2 separate regions of the Mus musculus genome follow, and region 2 is linked to region 1. The links are chromatin contacts, called in public promoter capture Hi-C maps. All regions are on one chromosome and are shown on one strand. Each heading gives the region's core, a stretch centred on a gene start, on an enhancer-like site or on the middle of the called end of the contact. The rest is flanking DNA. Distances are from core to core; before and after follow the strand shown. Region 1 holds the start of Prdm14 (PR domain containing 14). Region 2 holds the start of Tfap2b (transcription factor AP-2 beta).

Evidence for each region. Promoter capture Hi-C pulls out the DNA fragments that hold promoters and counts their contacts.
Region 2: a promoter capture Hi-C map of embryonic stem cells shows a contact between it and region 1. The contact joins the promoter of Tfap2b here to the promoter of Prdm14 in region 1. A contact is called at or near these places in 1 of 39 promoter capture datasets (embryonic stem cells) and 1 of 484 Hi-C or Micro-C datasets (embryonic stem cells).

The regions. Positions count from the first base shown.
Region 1 is chr1:13,124,724-13,129,165 of GRCm38.p6, reverse strand. It overlaps Prdm14 (PR domain containing 14), which reads left to right and starts at 2,003. Exons shown (of 8, transcript NM_001081209.2): 1 at 2,003-2,056; 2 at 3,310-4,000. The coding sequence starts at 3,331.
Region 2 is chr1:19,205,988-19,210,230 of GRCm38.p6, reverse strand. It overlaps Tfap2b (transcription factor AP-2 beta), which reads right to left and starts at 1,317. Exons shown (of 7, transcript NM_009334.3): 1 at 983-1,317. The coding sequence starts at 1,063.

The DNA of each region.
Region 1 (4,442 bases), core at 754-3,253:
GGCTCACAACCATCTGTAACTCCAACACCCCCCCCACACACACACACACACACAAACACCCGTATGCAGTCAAGGCTCTCCCCAGGGGTCAGATAACCAACTGGTGCACAGACAAAACAGCCACACACATAAAATAATTCTCAAAGTCTTGAAAATTAAAGTATAATTCTGTTTTTATCATAAATGCTATATATGTACACCTCTAATCATAGCAACTGGAAGACTGAGGCAGAAGGATTGAATTGGCCGTAAGTCTGGGTTACGTCGTGAGAGCAGCTGTAAAGAATAGGGAGAAGGGAGGGGAAGAGGGGAGACTGGTATGCAAACTATTGAATAACCAAACAAACGAGGGCTCTATGTCTCTTTAGCTGGTCTGGCCCTCCCTACTGTGCAGGTATATTTGCCTCAATGGTTATCTTATGGAAAAGGCAGAGCCCTGGATCTCTAGCCATTCCCACTTCGTTTCGGAAAATAAAGCGCTGCCTCACCCTTCGGATCTGTCCTGCAACTGTGAAATGATTATGGATGCTAACCCTGTAGATCAGCACAACCGCACTTGATGCTACGTCTTCGGTGCTCAGGCCCAGGGAGGGCAGAATGTATTGCTCTCCGAAGCCCGCGCATATTCGCTCGCGCATATTCCTGCTCTTCTCATGCGCCTCCTCACCGGGGACACAGGCAGAATCAGTTCATGGGGCTCTAAAGGGACCAAGGGGACAGGAGACCTCCATTCTCTGCTAGTTTTGGAACTCCGGGCGGCTTCCCATTTAACCTCGTTTTATGATTAGTAATCAAATCACTATCAGTCCGGAGGAGAGACTGAGTCTCTCTCCTCACTCATCACAGCGGTCCCCCCCCCTCGTGACAGGCCCAAAGAGGAACTGGAATGGTGTGGAACCTGACCAAGGTCACCAGCTTCGGCGCGGTTTTCTCCACCCTAGGTGCTTAGACCTGCGGATGTGAACGGGATTAAACGCCCCTTTCTCTCTATTCATCGCTTGCAAGGAGAATAAAAATGCAGTCGTTGAGCACAGTTACAGTCTGGACCTAGGTTCTCAGAGCCTCGGGTCAAGGTCGCAAGCCAGGGTCAGCGGAGAAGGTGTCCTGTGAGGAGATTAGTTCTCCCCTACCAAGAAATAAAAGCTGCAGAAAGGGCAAAAGGACCCCCGGGGCCTCAGAAGCGTCTAACGCCTAACTTCTCAGCCTACCTGGTTCTCTGACAAATTTGACCAAGACTAAGAACAAGCTTGGCCTCCTAGACGCCAGTCTGTATGTGTGTGTGTGTGTGTGTGTGTGTGTGTGTGTGTGTGTGTGTGTGTGTGTGTGTGTATCTGTGTGTGTCTGTGTGTGTGTGTCTGTGTGTGTATCTGTGTGTGTCTGTGTGTCTGTGTGTGTGTGTCCTTGTGTGTGTTGGAGACCTTGCTTAGGCAACAATTGTTCCGTGTGAGAGTGGGGGCTGTGTGTAGGTGTCATTATTCATCGCTCTCAGCTTCCTACACCCATCCTTTTAGGGTGTAGTGTGTGTGAGGGCACAGAAGAATTTATTGGGTCCCCAGGGTAACACTTGTTTAGTTCTCACGCCGACACTTCTGGGTTTGTGTGCGTGTGTGGTGTGTGCATGTGTGCACGTGTGCGTTTACACACAGAAGGTGAACACTGGTTAGCATTTGCTACGCTCTGGCCTTGGGCAACATTTGCCACACTATGATTTCCTGACGTTGCTAGACTGAATCAACAACAACAACAACAACACCTGCCTGTGCAAGATGGGCAATCGCACTTCACAGGATTCCAGGGAACGGTCAAGAGAACTGTTAGGTTAAGTGGGTGATCTCTGGGGACCTGGGGAGGAATCCAAGCGCTCGCCAATGAGTGTGGTGGGCGGGGAGAAGACTATCAGGGGACCTCCACAGGCCTGATCTCTTCTACTGCCTCCCTCTCCAAGTACCCTGAGGCCGGATCTGCACCCTCCCTCTTAAAGCCTGCACAGCCTTCGGGGGTTTCAGAAGTCTAGGGTCCCGAGACCCAGCGGGTGCCGCCCTAGCCTTGGCCTGAGGTAGGTAGGTCTTTGGCCCGCTGGAGGGACCTACCCCGAAGGCTACAGGCTTCCAGCACGGCTGGGAACAGTGCTCTGTAATCGCTTTCAAAATTCGTTTTGCAGTTGTTTGGTTGTTTTTGTTTTTTCTTTGTTTTACTTAGTTAGTTGTTTTTGGCTTTGTTTTTGTTTTAAACTTCGTAATTGGATTTTGGCTTTCCACCTCCGGAGTCGCTTGTCTTGGGAGTTAGAGCCTGCGCTGTTCGGGGCTCAGGGGGAGATAGACGGAGAGGCCTGTGTGGTGGCTGACCTCGCCCCCTGACCCTATGTTCTTTAACATCTGAGTCACGACCCGGGTTGTTTTCCTTATTGGACACATTGATCCCTGATCTTAAAATCCTCGGACCCTACGGGTCTTCACTCCTTAGCCCTGCTGTGTGGCTACTGAGAAAGAAGCATTTCGGGGGCCAGGGCCGCCGCGGCCAGGTCGGCGACAACCGAGACATCTCTCTGCTGCCTGGCTTGGGACTTGTCATCCCGGAGTCTCCAGAGGCGACCTAGGTTGAGATGGCTAGGGTTGCCAAGAGATTGGAGATGTGGCGGGAAGGGGCGCTGGGCGTGGGTCTCTAGAGGGAGGACGAATACCGCTCCGCTCCCCTCGGTGCTGTTGGGACCGCCGGGGTCGCTGACGTTTCGCTAAACTCCTTGGGGTGCCGAGTCGACTCAGAACCCCTTCTGCACTGTCCCACCGAGAGCGCACACTTCTCCTATCTCGGCTGCATACTCAAGAGCGCCTGAAGCCACTGCCTGCTCCGAAACCGGTGCAGGGTCGTGCCCTAGTAGCTTGGCTAAAAAAATTATATTAAAAAAAAAAAAAAAAAGACGCTCGTAGAGACCTAGGCGGGTGGTTCGTTTTGTTGGGCTGATAATTAAGAGAGACGGAATTGAAACCCGTTTTGTAGGAGCCGGGTTGAGGGCTTGGGAGCGGGGGTCACCGGCATTCCTTAGTCAAGGTGGTTTAGGGAGCAAAAGAGAAGGCGACCTGAGCCAGCACCTTTCAGTCGGGTGACACCAAGGCAGATTTTCGTTAGAGGTTTGAGACGTTTGGCTTTTTAGTTCGGTTTGGTGTGGGAGTTTGTGCCTTTTGTGTTACTTTTTTCGAGCTAGGATTGGCGGGATCGAATTGGGAACTTTGTTCATTGACTTTGATGGGGTGGAGGGAAGTAGTTAAGATCACCTAGGACCCCTCACTCAGCCAGCTCGGTTTCCCACAGATCCGCAAAACTCAGCTTGCGATGGCCTTACCGCCCTCTGGTGAGACCCAGTCCCAGGACAAGGCGAACTACCTGCCCCAGAGCAACCCTCACCACCTGACTACCTACTACGCGCATGCCCCAGGCTACAGTCACTTTAGGAACCTCGCCACCACCGAGGAGGAGTTTCAACCTTGGAAACTGGCAGCTGCAGTGCTTGAGTCCCAGGCGATGGCCCCTCTTGATGCTTTTCGGATGACTGCTCCCTTGTTGAACCCGGGTCTGGCTGTTCAGAGCGAGCCGCTCTACAATCTGCCCTGGTACAAATTGTCACCATGGAACCGAATTCCTCAATTCACTCCCGAAGTACCACGATTTCTAGACAGCACTGAGCATAGGAGCAGCGGTTCCAGCAACCAAAATTTGGTCCTCGGCGGCGGCGGTGGCCAAATCAGTGGTCAGAGGTGGGAAGCTGAAAATTTACTTCTGCCATCCCCGGTAATTGCTTCCCTACTACCTGATGGAATTAAGTCGTCCCAGTCAATATCTGTCCCCCAAACCTTGAATCAAGAGGGGAAGCTGCCGTTTTGCGGCTTCAACTTCACAGAGGAGGAACTGAGCTTCGTTCTGTATGGAGCCATCGCTAGTCCGGAGCACCCAACCGACTTACAGCATGCAATTTCAGGCATCCTGGTTCCCACAGAGAGTTCTGGTAAGGAAATCTACATTTTGGGTCTGGGTTGGTTGGTACAGGTCCGGACCACGCAGTATTAAAACATGGATGTATGTTGGGGCGAGTGTCTCTCTAAACCGCCTTCTCTGCTGGCTTCTCATGGTCCTCCTTGCCTAACCGTGTAATTCCTGAGATTGCTTTTAGTGAGCTCTGAGGACTAAGAGCCAAGTGGTTTCCCTCGGTGGCTTTAGGAATGTACAAAGTATCTACATGATGGTCTCCAGAAATTCACACCTGGCAGCTCTTTACCTCAGAAAGCATTGTCTCTGACTCTCAAGTTTGCAAAATGGAGTTCATTACCCACCAAACCTCCCCCAAAGGGTTTTTTTGAGGCTCAAATGAGCAACAGTGTACAAAAAGCCTGTGTCAATGATACAGCAGCAGTAAAGGGTAGAGGATAAATGTCCAATGTAAATCCTCT
Region 2 (4,243 bases), core at 68-2,567, 6.1 Mb before region 1:
CGCCTCTGCTTCCCTCTTCGCTAAACCCCTTTCGCTTTTTTTTTTTTTTTTTTTTTTTAATCCCGATCCTCAGATATCTTGGAGCTTCGGAGTCTGCCTTCCCTCTCTCGACGTCCCCTTGAGCCTTACTTTCCTTTCCTCTTGAGCTCAGCTCCCCAGCTCCCGGGTTGTGGCGCGGGATCCCTCATCTGTCCCCAGCCGGGCCGCTTCCCCTCGCCCGCCAGCTGGAAGGGCAGCCGGACAGCCTCGCTCGACGCGGACTCCGGAAGCTCTCGGTGGCGTCCGACAAGGCGGAGGGAAAAGCACGGGAGGGATGCGCTTGCCTGGGGACCGGTAGCGGGTAGCACGAAGTGTGGGCAGGCTTCGTTAAAAATGCCCACACGCTGGCGGCTGCCATCTCTGCTTGGAACCACTGACCCGCAAAGAATCAAAATACGACAAAACAAAAATAACAAACCGCGCTCTCTCCCATACGGTACTGGATTTGTTCATACATCCCTCCTTTCCCCTCGCTCTCCCTAGATATCTACCCTCTACCTGCGTACGTTGGTTACCGATTTAAAAAAAAATATTAAAAGTTTAAAAAGCAAAAATTAAAGTCCCAGTCGGCGTGAGGCTTAAAAACCCGATTCTGTCCCGTACTCAAAATGAGGAGAGACTGTTTTTCCCTCACTGTTTGCCTGAATTCCTGGCTCCACGTTACCTACCAGAGTCTACAAGGGGAAGGAGAGAGCCGGAGAGAAAGAAAAACAAAAAGGAAAAGAAAATAGCTCCTAAATTAAACTTCTCACATTCCAACCTTAAAAGTTCCCTTTCTGGAGAGCAAAGTCTCCCAGAGCCAGCCTTAGAAAACTTAAAGAAACCTCAGAAACCCGATCAGAAATCTACGAGTAAATAGCTTAAAATATATCAGCTGGGGTGTCAAAGAAGCTCCAGTTTTCTATCTCCAAAGCTCTAAAATGCATCTGGGGTGTCCGCTCACCTCATAGATGTCTTCGTACTTGACATTCTCCACGAGTTTCCAGAGCATGATCGCAGCCTGGTCTCTAGGAGGTGAGTGCATTCATGTGAGGAGCAGATGTCTGGTTTCTCAGGACTCCGCTGTCTGTAATGATCCATCTATAATTGGAAATGGGGGATACACACCAAATCCGACGCTCCTCTCCCATCGCAACTTATATCTGTTGTCTCAAACAATAGGCTGGAGAAGTAAGCCTCAGCAGACAGAAAAACATTATTGCACACAGGACTTAGATACAACGCGCACGCATACACACACACACACACACACACACACACACACACACACACATGCGCGCGCGCGCGCGCACACACACACACACGCACATGCACACATATATATTATAAAAAATCATAAACATGAATTTACACGCAGATAGTCACATTAGTTACATAAACACCTCTGGGTCACAGAATCCACAGACTAACCGTGCATTTAAAGGGAATATAGTGGTTCAAAACGAGAAATATAAATAGATACATTAAAAATCTGTTTTGAAAATGGCGAATCAATGCAGCCACTAACTAAAGTGTTTTAATAATTGACAATGAGAAACCACGCACATCAGTCCCCAAATTTTCTACATAGTTTTTTTTTTTTTTCTTTTAGGAGAACCATTACTGAGATTTTAAAGACAGTTTTCCTATTCTTGTATATTTAGGGGAGCATTAAAAAAACACCACTAGATTTTTGACTTTGAGTTATATTTCTCTATTGATGCAACCTTATAAAAGTATCATTGTGGAACAAGAATAACACCACTATTTACCACAATGGTTTCTGATATTTTGCTCATTGTGTCTAACACATTTGGAAACTTGAATATCTTGTGGACCCTACAATCTATATTGCTTGTTGCTTTAGGGATTGTTCTATATTTTTAGTGGTTCCTTGGTGTCTTTCTGTTTGCCTGGAGTCTCCATTTTATTAAGTTTTTTCTCTTCCTTTACATGTTGGAAACAACAAAGCACACAATGTTAATCTTGAGACCTTTAACAGGGGTATAGAACATTTTGTATTTGGGTTTATTGCCTGTAATTTGTGATTTTAATCTGATAGACTTGAGACAAGAACACCCAAATCTTTGAGAAGGTTTAAGCTTTGTACTGTTTAAGGAAACAGTGGGAAATGTTTTAAGATGTACAAGAGCAAATATTGTTTGGCCATTTTGCATTGGGGTAGATTTTCTTTTGAATATGTGCTTTTTGAAGTTTAGTTTTTTAAAAAATATTTTCAAAGCATAAATAACAACAAGTACAAAGTTTAACCACTAACCTACCCTCAAGTGGGCACCCTGTAAGGCACAGGATTTTCTTTTTTTTAATTTCATGAGGAATTCTATATTCACTAGCTCCCTCTCCTCCCCATCTTTCCACCCTTTCTGGGTTCTCGGAGGGTTCCCTGGAGTCAGTAGGGAGGCACTGAAGAAGATCTTGGCCCCTGGGGCAGAAAATAAATGACAGGAGGGAATGAGGAGGGTTGGGGTAATTTGGGGTGGAAGTTATTAAACCTGATGAGGGTGAATCTGTAAAGGGAGATTGTCTTTAAACTCCAGTGCATTCTAGAGCTCCGGCAGGGTCGGAGGCTCCGTGAGTAGGAGAAGGCTTCAGATAGACTAGGAGGAAGACAGCGGTTCCTAACAGCCAAGCTGAGGACTCCTACCTCGCAATGAACAGTCCTGTAGATCTATTATTGTTACTGTTATTATTATTAATTTACTGTAAGTCAAATGAAGGAAATGCAGGGTGCTTCAGGCAGAACTTGAGAAACACATCTTTTTCTCTATTCCCTGTTGGATTTCTTTTCTTCCTTTTCTTTTCCTCCTTCTTCTAACCCCTCCTTCCCTTCTCCCTCCCTCCCTCCCTTCTTTCCTTCTTTCTCTTTAGATCTTCTCCTTCTAGTCTTTCCTTCCTTCCCCCTTCCTTCTTCTTTCCTTCCCCTCTTCCCTCTACTAAAAAGAAAATATTCTTAAACTACACAGAACAAGGCTAGTCTTCCAGCGTCAGCAGATATGTCTCCCTTTCGCCACCAGAGATGGTTGGGAGACAGGAAATCGTTCCTCTTAATGTCGTTGTGTGGAAGGACTTAAAGTGGATTCCACACTCTTTCACTAAGTCATCCTCTACTTGATAATTTGAAAGATAGACGTTATAGATTTGGAAATTAAAATTCCCCAGGCACAAACTTATTAACAAGATAATTTACATCCCTCTTTTTTAAATCTTTAACTGCTAGGTTTTAATTGTCTAAAGATAACCTTAACCCAAACCAAACAGCATCTGGAAAAAGCTTTCATTATTCTCTAAGTTCGTGTATTCATGTTTTAAAATCACGTTGGAGCATAGCATTGGTTAATCTGAGATAAACTTTAACATTTACTAAAACCGAATCAAACTGATGATATAATTTTACTCATAAAACTATTTAAATAGGTAATATAGTGTGCCACCATGACTGTTTTGAAGCCTCATTTATGTAGAATTTCAAAATTTCACTTGTGTTTTTAAAAATCTTAATATTATATATACATATATATATAATGTAGAAACGTACTTAGTATTTGTTAAAATTATCTAAGCACTTTACAAAACATTAAAAATAAGTCCGACTTCATTTAAAACAAAACAAACCTAAAATATGTGCATACATACATACATACAAACATACATACATACATACATGGGTAACTATCCGAAGAAATGCATACTGATAATAGAAATCCTTGTTAATTCTTCGATGTGGCATTTTGTGAAAAATCCCAGCTATTTCGCCACAAATCTTTCCCAGGGACCGTTCCCTCCTTCATTGAACAGGCAACACCGCCCTCTGTAGGAATTTTGAAGATTCAAACGACAACTAGCAGCTCAATTTCTTTTTCTTTCTTTTCTTTCTTTCTTTTTTAAACGCATCCCTCCCCTCTCTTGGTTCTTGAAAACCATGTTATGACTAAGAGTATTTTGACCATCTACCTCTTACCACACCCATTAACTTTAGAAATACTCTAAAAAGTTTTAGCACTTCAAAAATGTACAAATTAACGGAACCCCTGAAGAAAAGATTCCTAAATGGAGAACTTTCTCTTGTTCACATTCTATTTAATTTCACATTATCTCCTATTCATATCTATTAAAAAATTCTCTTACAAATTCAGATAAACACAGATGCGAAGGTGAGACAGGGTTTTGAATTTCTAAGGGAAACTGTAAAACCGGCTTTCTCATC